Regions from separate parts of the Mus musculus genome. Here region 1 is linked to region 2. Evidence: chromatin contacts called from public HiChIP or PLAC-seq data. All regions are on one chromosome and are shown on one strand. The core of a region is the stretch at or near the end of the contact, and the rest is flanking DNA. Distances in the headings are between cores, read along the strand shown.

Region 1 (4,288 bases), core at 221-2,720, 540 kb before region 2:
TGTGGGAGCAAATAAATTGTACAATAACAAGAACAATCTATTCTAGTAATTGTCATTTTTAGTAACTAAAACAAATCAAGATACATTGAAAAGTACTATATAAACCCTTTCAAAGGAAAATGAAAGGTACTAAGAGCTGTAATCTTTGTTTTTAACCATGTTAGGGACTTAACACAGGGAACTTCTACACTTGTACTACGAACCAATGGTGCCTATATAGTCCATACCACCGACAAAAAGATCCCTCTCTAATTTCCTCTAAGCTCTTCACGTGTCTAGGAAGACTCAACCACACCAATTTCTCACTAACACCCCTACCTTTTCAGTAGAAAAAACGAGATTAGTCAACCAAAAATTAAAAGGCATGGGAGCATACTTACTTTTTTGCCTTATACACATAAGCACATCTCTTGCCTAAGTAGAACTCCGTTTCATCTCGGGCATAAACGCCTTCAATTTTAAGAAGAGCCGTGTGCTCTCTTTGGTTCCGGAGACCTCGCTTGTAGCCAGCAAAAATGGCCTTGCACCACAGCCTAAGACAACGTTAAGAAAGACATGATGACTACCCCGTTACAACTTTTCATGTATCTTTTAGCAAGCCACCATGATTTGCTTTGTAGCAATTCCTACTCCAGCTATCTACAGCAGACCTCTCGTTCCCCTCCCGCATTACACTGAACTTTAGCTTCGCGTTTAATAGAACGAAACAGAAATGGAGAAAACGACTATTGTGAGATCGCGTACCTTCCAGACATACTTGCTGTTAGAAGTCCTGTTCCCAGCAGGCCTGAAAAACAAAACCGAGAGCTCAACCGAGAGTCATGCAGCACGCATCCCACCTGTCACTATTTCCCGGCGCGAGAGATGGCTTCAGTCGGCGTCCCAAGGATGGGGACCTCTTACCTACGCCCTGCCCCCTATAGAGGCAGAGCCTGGCAAAATACTCAGGGCTCCGACAACCAATGACAACGAACGACTCGGAATCGTGGGCAAAGGCCGGGTGGGAAGGCGACTCACCCGAGACTTAACTTCTCAAACCCCAAAAGGAACCCGGAGGCGAGCTCATGCCTCCATCAGTACAGAAAGCAGCTAACACAGGCGAGATCCGGCTCTGTGCGGGGAACCCAGCTCCCAGGGACCACCGCTCCCCGGGCCAGTAAGACCGGGGGAAATGCACCCATTCTCTCCTCCCGAGCCGGAGATCGACCGAGACCAGCGAGCTCTCCTCCCCCGGCCGGGGCCTCCACACCATCAGCCCGTCATCGCCTCCATCCCGCCCTCCATCCTCCTGGAATCCCCAGAAACCTCTGGCGGTCGGGTTCTCCGAGACGCCAGGTTGTCTCGGTGAGGGATGAAACTAAACGCACCCCAGCAATCGGGCCCCAAAGCTCAGCAGCAGGAACCCCCCTCACCTCCACAGGCGCCAAGATGGCGGAAAGAGGAAGGCAAGCCCCGCCGCGCGGCCTTGTGGGACGCACGCCCCGCCCCTCTCCGCGCTTAGGCCGCTCACACTGCGCCAGAAAGCAAAGGTCAGAGACAGAGAGAGAGGCTCGACTCAGCCAAGCCGCGCTCAAGAACTTTAAATTCTTTCCCTCCTGCCCTTTCGTCTTTGTAAGCGGCAACACGTATTATTTAGGAACAAGGAAAGGCAAAATCGTAGTCGACTAAGAAAGAATCAGGGGTCCTACTTAAAAAAAAAAAAGAGCTTGCGCGACGCGTTGCCATAGCTACCGATTAGTTTGGTTCCCGCCTCCAGCTGGGCTGGTAGAGAGGTAAGGAAAAGTTAAGTGTTTTCTCCTCTTCCTAGAATGGAGACTGGGATCCTACCATATAGGAGAGAAAAACCTGGAGCATGAAGGCAGGAGTTTCTCTTGATTTGTTCTTTTATTTTTTCCCATCTTTAATTTAACAAACAGGGTGTGGTAGCCGTTGCCCGTTAACCTCAGCATTTATTCCGGAGACTGAGGTAGGAGGATCACATCACAAATTCGAGGCTAGGCTAAGTTACATAGCAAGGCCCCATCTTAACAGCAACAAACATCCATGAGGCAAACCGCGGTCCCGGTGCTTGCTTGTAACCCCAGTATTCTAGCTGTGCGAGCAGGTGAATAGGACTTAAAAGACCATCCTCTGCTACATAGGGAGTGCCAGTCAGCCTGAGCTACATGAGACCCCATCTGAAAAAAAGGGAGACGATGTGAGGAAGTGAGAGATAGAAGATATCCTTCCATCCTTTCCCTGACTTGTCGGATGCAGATAAATTTTTTAAAATTCATTTATTTATTATATGTAAGTACACTATATCTGTCTTCAGACACTCCAGAAGAGGGAGCTAGATCTCGTTATGGCTCCATGTGGTTGCTGGGATTTGAACTCTGAACCTTCGGAAGAGCAGTCAGGTGCTCTTACCCACTGAGCCATCTCACCAGCCCACAGATAAATTTAATAGACTCAGATTTACAGTTCCTAACTTGTGCATTAATTAAGGCGAACTGATGGATCCATTCATTTAATCAGAGAGTAATTTATTGAATGACTACCACTACCAAGAATGCTGTAGGCTTGTAGGGCACCAGAGTAAACAGACTAAAACGTCTGCCCTCTTGCAGCCTACATGAGGGAGCAAGGATGGCATGTTGGCTCTGGTGTCTGTAATCCTTGCACTTAGAAGGTTGAAGTATGAAGATTGCTCTGTTTTAGGTCAGTAAGAGGTACATTATGTGTACACAGATATCCTGAGCTACAGAGTAAGAAATCTCATCCTTGCTCCCTCACTCCTCGCAAAAAAAAAAAAAAAAAAAAAACAAGACAACAAGCAGATTAGACATGTGGTATGTTAAAAGGTCAAGACTTCCTTTCTTTTCCTTTTTTTTTTTTTTTTTTTTTTTTTTTTTTTTTTTTTTTTTTGGTTTTTCAAGACAGGGTTTCTCTGTATAACCCTGGCTGTCCTGGAACTCACTCTGTAGACCAGGCTGGCCTCAAATTCAGAAATCCGCCTGCCTCTCCCTCCCGAGTGCTGGGATTAAATGCGTGAGCCACCACCGCCCAGCAAGACTTCCTTTTTAAAAACCTGTTTATGTGTGTGCTTTCAGAGGTCGGAAGATGGCCTCAGACTCTAGAGCTAGATTTTACATGCAACTTGTTATTGTTATTGTTGTTGTTTTGTTTTGAGACAGGGACTAGAGAAATGTCTCAATGTTTAAGGGCATACACTGTTTTTAAAGAGGTCTTCAGTTCAGTTCCCAGCATCTACATCAGGGACTCACAATTACCTATAACTTCAGCGCTAGGAAATCTGCTGTATGCACACAGTGCACATAGAGACAAGCAGGCACATACACATTTTTTTTTAAAGCCATTAACAAGAAGGACAAAGTCTCATGTAGCTTAGGCTGGCCCCAAACTCCCTGTATTGAGCCAAGGATGGCCTCTTCTGACACACCAGAAGAGGGTGTCAGATCTCATTACAAATGGTTGTGAGCTACCATATGATTGCTGGAATTTGAACTCAGGACCCTCTGGAAGAGCACTGATTGCTTTTAACCGCTTAGCCATCTTGTCAGCCCAAACTCGATTTCTCTAAGTCAAGTTACAGTAAATTCTGTTCTCTGATAGAGCAGGGCAGAAATATTTAATTTAATATATAAGTGAGAATAATAGAAGAAATTAAAGAATCAAAAATAAATCTGAAGCTGGGCGTTGGTGGCACATGCCTTTAATCGCAGCACTTGGGAGGCAGAGGCAGGCAGGTTTCTGAGTTCAAGGCCAGCCTGGTCTACAAAGTGAGTTCCAGGACAGCCAGGGCTATACAGAGAAACCCTGTCTTGAAAGAAAAAAAAAAAAAAAAGTTCTCTGTTGATTCACAGTCAAACTCAGAGTACAAGTACACACATTAAAATTGTGTTAGATGTCAATTTACCGTAAAAAGAGGCAAAAGACTACCTTGAGTATAACTTCTGGTTTGATGAACCAGTAATGGAGCCAGCCACTTAGTAAGCCTACATCTACCCTGTCTGGAAAACAACAACAACAAAAACAAGCCTGCATCTTATGAGCCTGCTTCCCTAAGCAGGAGGAGACAAGCTATAGATAGCTCTTGGGATTCTGTGGGGTTTTTGTTTGTTTGTTTGTTTTGTTTTGTTTTCTCTCCTACAAAAAGAGCCTGAGAGTAAAGGGAAAAAAATTAGCATTCCCTGGAACTGATATCAATGTTTCTTTTCTACTTTAGGTTCCTTCATTCTTGTGAAATTATAAATCTAGCCCAGAGGGCAAGGAAAGAAACTGAGGA
Region 2 (4,296 bases), core at 1,715-4,214:
GGCTGCTTCCTCCCGGGTTGGGAGAGGGGCCCAGGCTGTGTTGAGGGCTTAGGTGGCTGGGCCTGCACAGGGGTGGGCAGCAACAGCTGTGCCAATAAAACTGCCCATAAGCATCTGGTCCCGATTATTTTCAGGTAATATCTGAGCTGTTCTGTGTGTGGAAGAAGAACATTTTTCATAGTCACCCGGCAAGGCAGAGGGAAAGCTAGCCTGAAAATCAGGTGTCCTGACACCCCCTGACCACAGCTAGAATCAATCCCCTTACATAGGAAACTCCTGACACCATATTTGATCAATTTGCTTCCAGTTTTTAAAATAATTTTATTTACTTATTTAGTGTACATCCGTGATCTTCCTACTTTTGTGAGAGAGGGTGTCAGATCGCCTGGAACTGGAGTTACAGTTGTGTGCTGCCATGTGGGTGCTGAGAATTGAACCTGGTCCTTCGGAAGAGCAGCCAGTGCTCTTAACTGCTGAGCCATCTCTCCAGTCCCCTCCAGTCTTCTAAAAATCAGCATGTAATTTTTTTTTTTTACTTAAAAGGTTTATTTTTTTTTTTATGTATATGGCTATCTGTCTGTGTATGTGTGTGTGTGTATTTATGTGTGCACCACAGGTGTGCCTGGTGCCTGCAGAGATCAGAAGAGGCCACCTGACCTCTGGAAACTGGAGTTATAGATGGTTATGAGCCAACATGTAAGTGCTGGGACCAAACCTAGGTCCCCTGCTAGAGCAGCCGGGTGCTCTTAACCACCGAGCCTTCTCTGTGGCCCCTACACACGTAACTTCATAATAGCATTTGATCATACTATAAATAAGTGCATTCTTTTTTAAAACTTCCCTTTGTCCTTGTCTCCTGGACACACCATGGCCGCTCAGTGTTTGCTGCGTGAATGAGAAATGGACTCTTCTTCCCACTGTTCGGTTCAGGCCCCAGGTTGTTTTGTTTTTAACATCTTTACTTGAGGAGACAATATACTTGTTACTATTTAGTGTGTGCGTGTGTGTGTGTGTGTGTGTGTGTGTGTGTGAAATGGAGTGTGTATTAGTGTGAGTGTGTCTTCATGGTATATGTGTGGTGTGTCTATGTAGCATGTTTGTATGAGTATGTGTGGGTCTGTGTGGTATGTATGTAAGTGTGTGTGTGTCTATGTGATATGTGTGTGGTGTGTGTGTGTGTTCTGTGTGGAGTGTGTACATGTGTGTGTTCTGTGTGTGTGTATGTATGTGTGACTTGTGTGTATATGTTGTGTGTGTATTTGTGTGGTGTGTGTGAGCATTTATATGTGTATGTGTCTGTGTGATTTGTGTGTGTATGGTATATGTGTCTGGTGTGTGTATGTGTCTGTGTGATTTGTGTATATGTGGTATATATGTGAATGTGTCTCAGTGAGTGTGTCTGTGTACATGAGTGTATGTCTCTATGTGTGTCTGTTTGTGTGTGTCTGTATGTGTGTTTGTGCGTGAGTATGTGTATGTGTCTGTGTGATTGGTGTGTGTGTGTGGTGTGTGTGTATGTGTCTGTGTGATTTGTGTGTGTGTATGTGTCTGTGTGACTTGTGTGTGTGTGGTATATGTGTGAATGTGTCTCTGTGTGTGTCTCTGTGTATGAGTATACGTCTGTTTGTGTGTGCCTGTGTGTGTGGTATATGTGTGAATGTGTGTGTGTGAGTGTATGTCTGTGTGTGTGCCAGTGCACATGTGCCACAGAGCACTCACAGGACAACTTTGGGGAGTTGGTTCTCTCTCTGCCTTGTTGAGTCAGAGTCTCTCATTTCTTCTCTGTGCTGCCTGCTCCACACTAGCTGCTGAAAGCTTCTGGGAACTTCTTCTCTCCGCCTCGATCTCATGGCAGGAGGGGGTGCTGGGGTTACAGCCGCACTCTACCTCATGTGGGGTTTTAGTTGTTTCCCAGTGTGGCTCCCAGGAACAGAACCCAGGCCATTCGGCTTGCTATGTCCTCTTCCAGCAATAAGGCTGTAGATGGCTTCCCCCCCTCCCAGTGCCTCTTCTCTCAGGACTACCTGTCCCTCTGGTCCTGACTCCTGCCCCTCTATCAGGGGACCTGAGACAGGAAAGGCTGGCTGAGACCCGTCCTTTGGGACCGGCTTCTCAGTGACTGTTCCTGAATCTGGGCTAACCCTGGGCTTCTGCTCATCTTGTGCACCATCTCTATCAGGTTCACTCTGACATAGAGAACTAAATCGCAGAGCCTGCCACAGTGGAGAGTCCTCTGGGTTAAAGACCAGTGAAGTGATGGAGACCCTCAGGTGCCTCATGATGGGACTTTAGGTCTAGTGATCAGTAGTGAGGCAGAGCACTGAGTCAGAAGTCATTGTGTGTCTGACCCCAGAGGTCAAGGGAAAGACTTTCCAGGAAAAGGGTGTGGTCAGCCATGCCATTACAGCTGGGGATCAAAGAAAAGTGACTTCAAACCAAACCAAACAAAACCTGGGCAGGGGCTGAGACTCAGTGGTAGTGAGCGCCTAGGATGCACACGGCCAAGAGTTTGATCTTCAGCACGGCAGACGAAAACAAAAACAGACTAAAGTAGAAAAAGCAAGTTCCAATCAGGTCTCAGGCCCCATCGGTACATCGGCTATGTGAGTGAACTTGGAAGGGTGTGGACCTTCCAACCAAGCTCCAGGCAGGAGTAGGTCCCAGAGACCCCAGTGAGCAGAAACAGGGTGGGGTGAAGATCAAACAAACTGCTGCTTTAAAGCCACCTGAATGTTTTAGGAATGTCTGGATTTGGGCTTCTCTTTCCTGTAGCAGGATATTTAAAGAAAACAGACCTGAAAGGCTTCGGTTCCAAAGCAAAGAGGCCTCTGTGTGCTTCCTCCTGGCCTCTGCTTTGGAAAAGGTTTCTTTCCTCTTTGCTCTGCATTGTGCCCAGGGCAGCAGAACCCGTTCTCCGAGCCAGGCCAACAGCCCAAGTCTCTGGATAGTCAGAGTGAACTGGGCACAGACCCACCTCACAGCCTGACAGACACTTTCACCCCAGAGGCCTCACAGCAGGGGCTTGGGAGGCTCCAGACTGTACTGCCAGATGGCAGCCAAAGGGCCCAGCCCTGGTCCCCAAGGGGCTCACTCCTGTCCCCTAAGACCAGGCCTAGCTCCTTCCCCTGGAAGATAACTTGGAGAAAGGGAAGGGAGCTAAAAAGGTCACCACAGAAAGGTGATCTAAGCTTAGTGCCTGGGAGTTAATGAGGTGGCCTACAGCCTTGGCTGCTTCCAAGTCATCTCAATCCAGAGTACGAAAGGGCAAAGGGAGGAGGAGGGGAGAGAGAGAGAGACAGAGAGAGAGACAGAGAGAGAGACAGAGAGAGAGACAGAGACAGAAGAAAACATAAGAGAATAGGAACCTGGCCTAGTGGCCCAGATCTTTAATCCTACCTACTTGAGAGGCTGAGACAGGAGGATTGTAAATTCAAGATCTGTCTGGGCTAAAGAGCAAGTTTCAAGGCTAGAACCTGTCTATAATGTCAATACAAATGGTGAAAAGGACAGTACCTTTGTATATCCCGTGTGAAACTGTGAGCTCATTGAGGTGGGGTGGAAGGATCCTTCACAGGGCGAGGACACTAGACTAAGTAGACTAAGATTGTACCACTGTCACCTTGGCAACCATCCCACCTTCATTCCTGTCAGACAGTCTACACCTTGTAGAGACTCATCCAACACTGAATTCAAGACCAGACATTGGCTCCACTTGCCTGTTAGCAGGCAAGGAAGGGTGACTTTGAGAGGCTGGGATATGTTCAGGACACGCTGTAGGAAGCAGAGAACCTGCTCCACCCAGCATCTTCAGAGGCCCGCTCCACTCCTGCACAGCATCTCCGGAGACCCGCCCTTGCTGTTTGCATAGCATCTTGCTGCACTGGCCAGGAAGGGGCCAGCAGGAAGGCATCTCTCCATTTTTGCCCAAGGCTTGTGAAGAAAGATCTAGAAACTAATGGTTTGCGGATGTTCCCAGTGCAGTTTTCTCTGCCCAGAGTCAGTGCCCTTCTTTGAGCTCCTGATCTCCATTGCTGCTAGGGATGGCTGAGTTCTAGCATGACTCGAGTTCAGGCAAGGGATCCTAATGGGCCACTGAGGCATCGAGGTCAGGCCAGAATCGTGTTCACTGAGCCAGAGTCCTAGGTGTGAGAGACCTGGAGGCATAAGCCTGAGTCCATCTGCCTGCAGGCTCTAGCAGGAGGGTCACAGGTTCACTGCCCAGCTGGGCTTTGGAAAGAGTTCAAGTCCAGCCTGAGTAACTCTGATGAGACCTGGTCTCAAATTTTTAAATGGTAC

The links. HiChIP or PLAC-seq counts read pairs in DNA pulled down with a chosen protein or histone mark.
Region 1: an H3K27ac HiChIP or PLAC-seq map of embryonic stem cells shows a contact between it and region 2, with 6 read pairs. The contact joins the promoter of Rpl35a here to the enhancer-like site in region 2. A contact is called at or near these places in 1 of 39 promoter capture datasets (neural stem cells), 2 of 484 Hi-C or Micro-C datasets (both in embryonic stem cells) and 2 of 115 datasets of contacts at active chromatin or transcription factors (embryonic stem cells and memory CD8 T cells).

The regions. Positions count from the first base shown.
Region 1 is chr16:33,053,635-33,057,922 of GRCm38.p6, reverse strand. Rpl35a (ribosomal protein L35A) reads right to left here and starts at 1,470. Exons shown (of 5, transcript NM_001130485.1): 1 at 1,413-1,470; 2 at 745-787; 3 at 381-533. The coding sequence starts at 755. It overlaps Iqcg (IQ motif containing G), which reads left to right and starts at 1,737. Exons shown (of 11, transcript NM_178378.3): 1 at 1,737-1,772; 2 at 4,229-4,288.
Region 2 is chr16:32,511,814-32,516,109 of GRCm38.p6, reverse strand. No RefSeq gene overlaps it. Among named protein-coding and RNA genes, the nearest start is that of Zdhhc19, 18 kb to the right of the region's middle. Within about 2 kb of position 2,964, at least 26 of the 459 cell types and tissues checked have an H3K27ac peak or open chromatin away from gene starts, as enhancers often do. A contact at or near this core is called in embryonic stem cells, where this site is marked.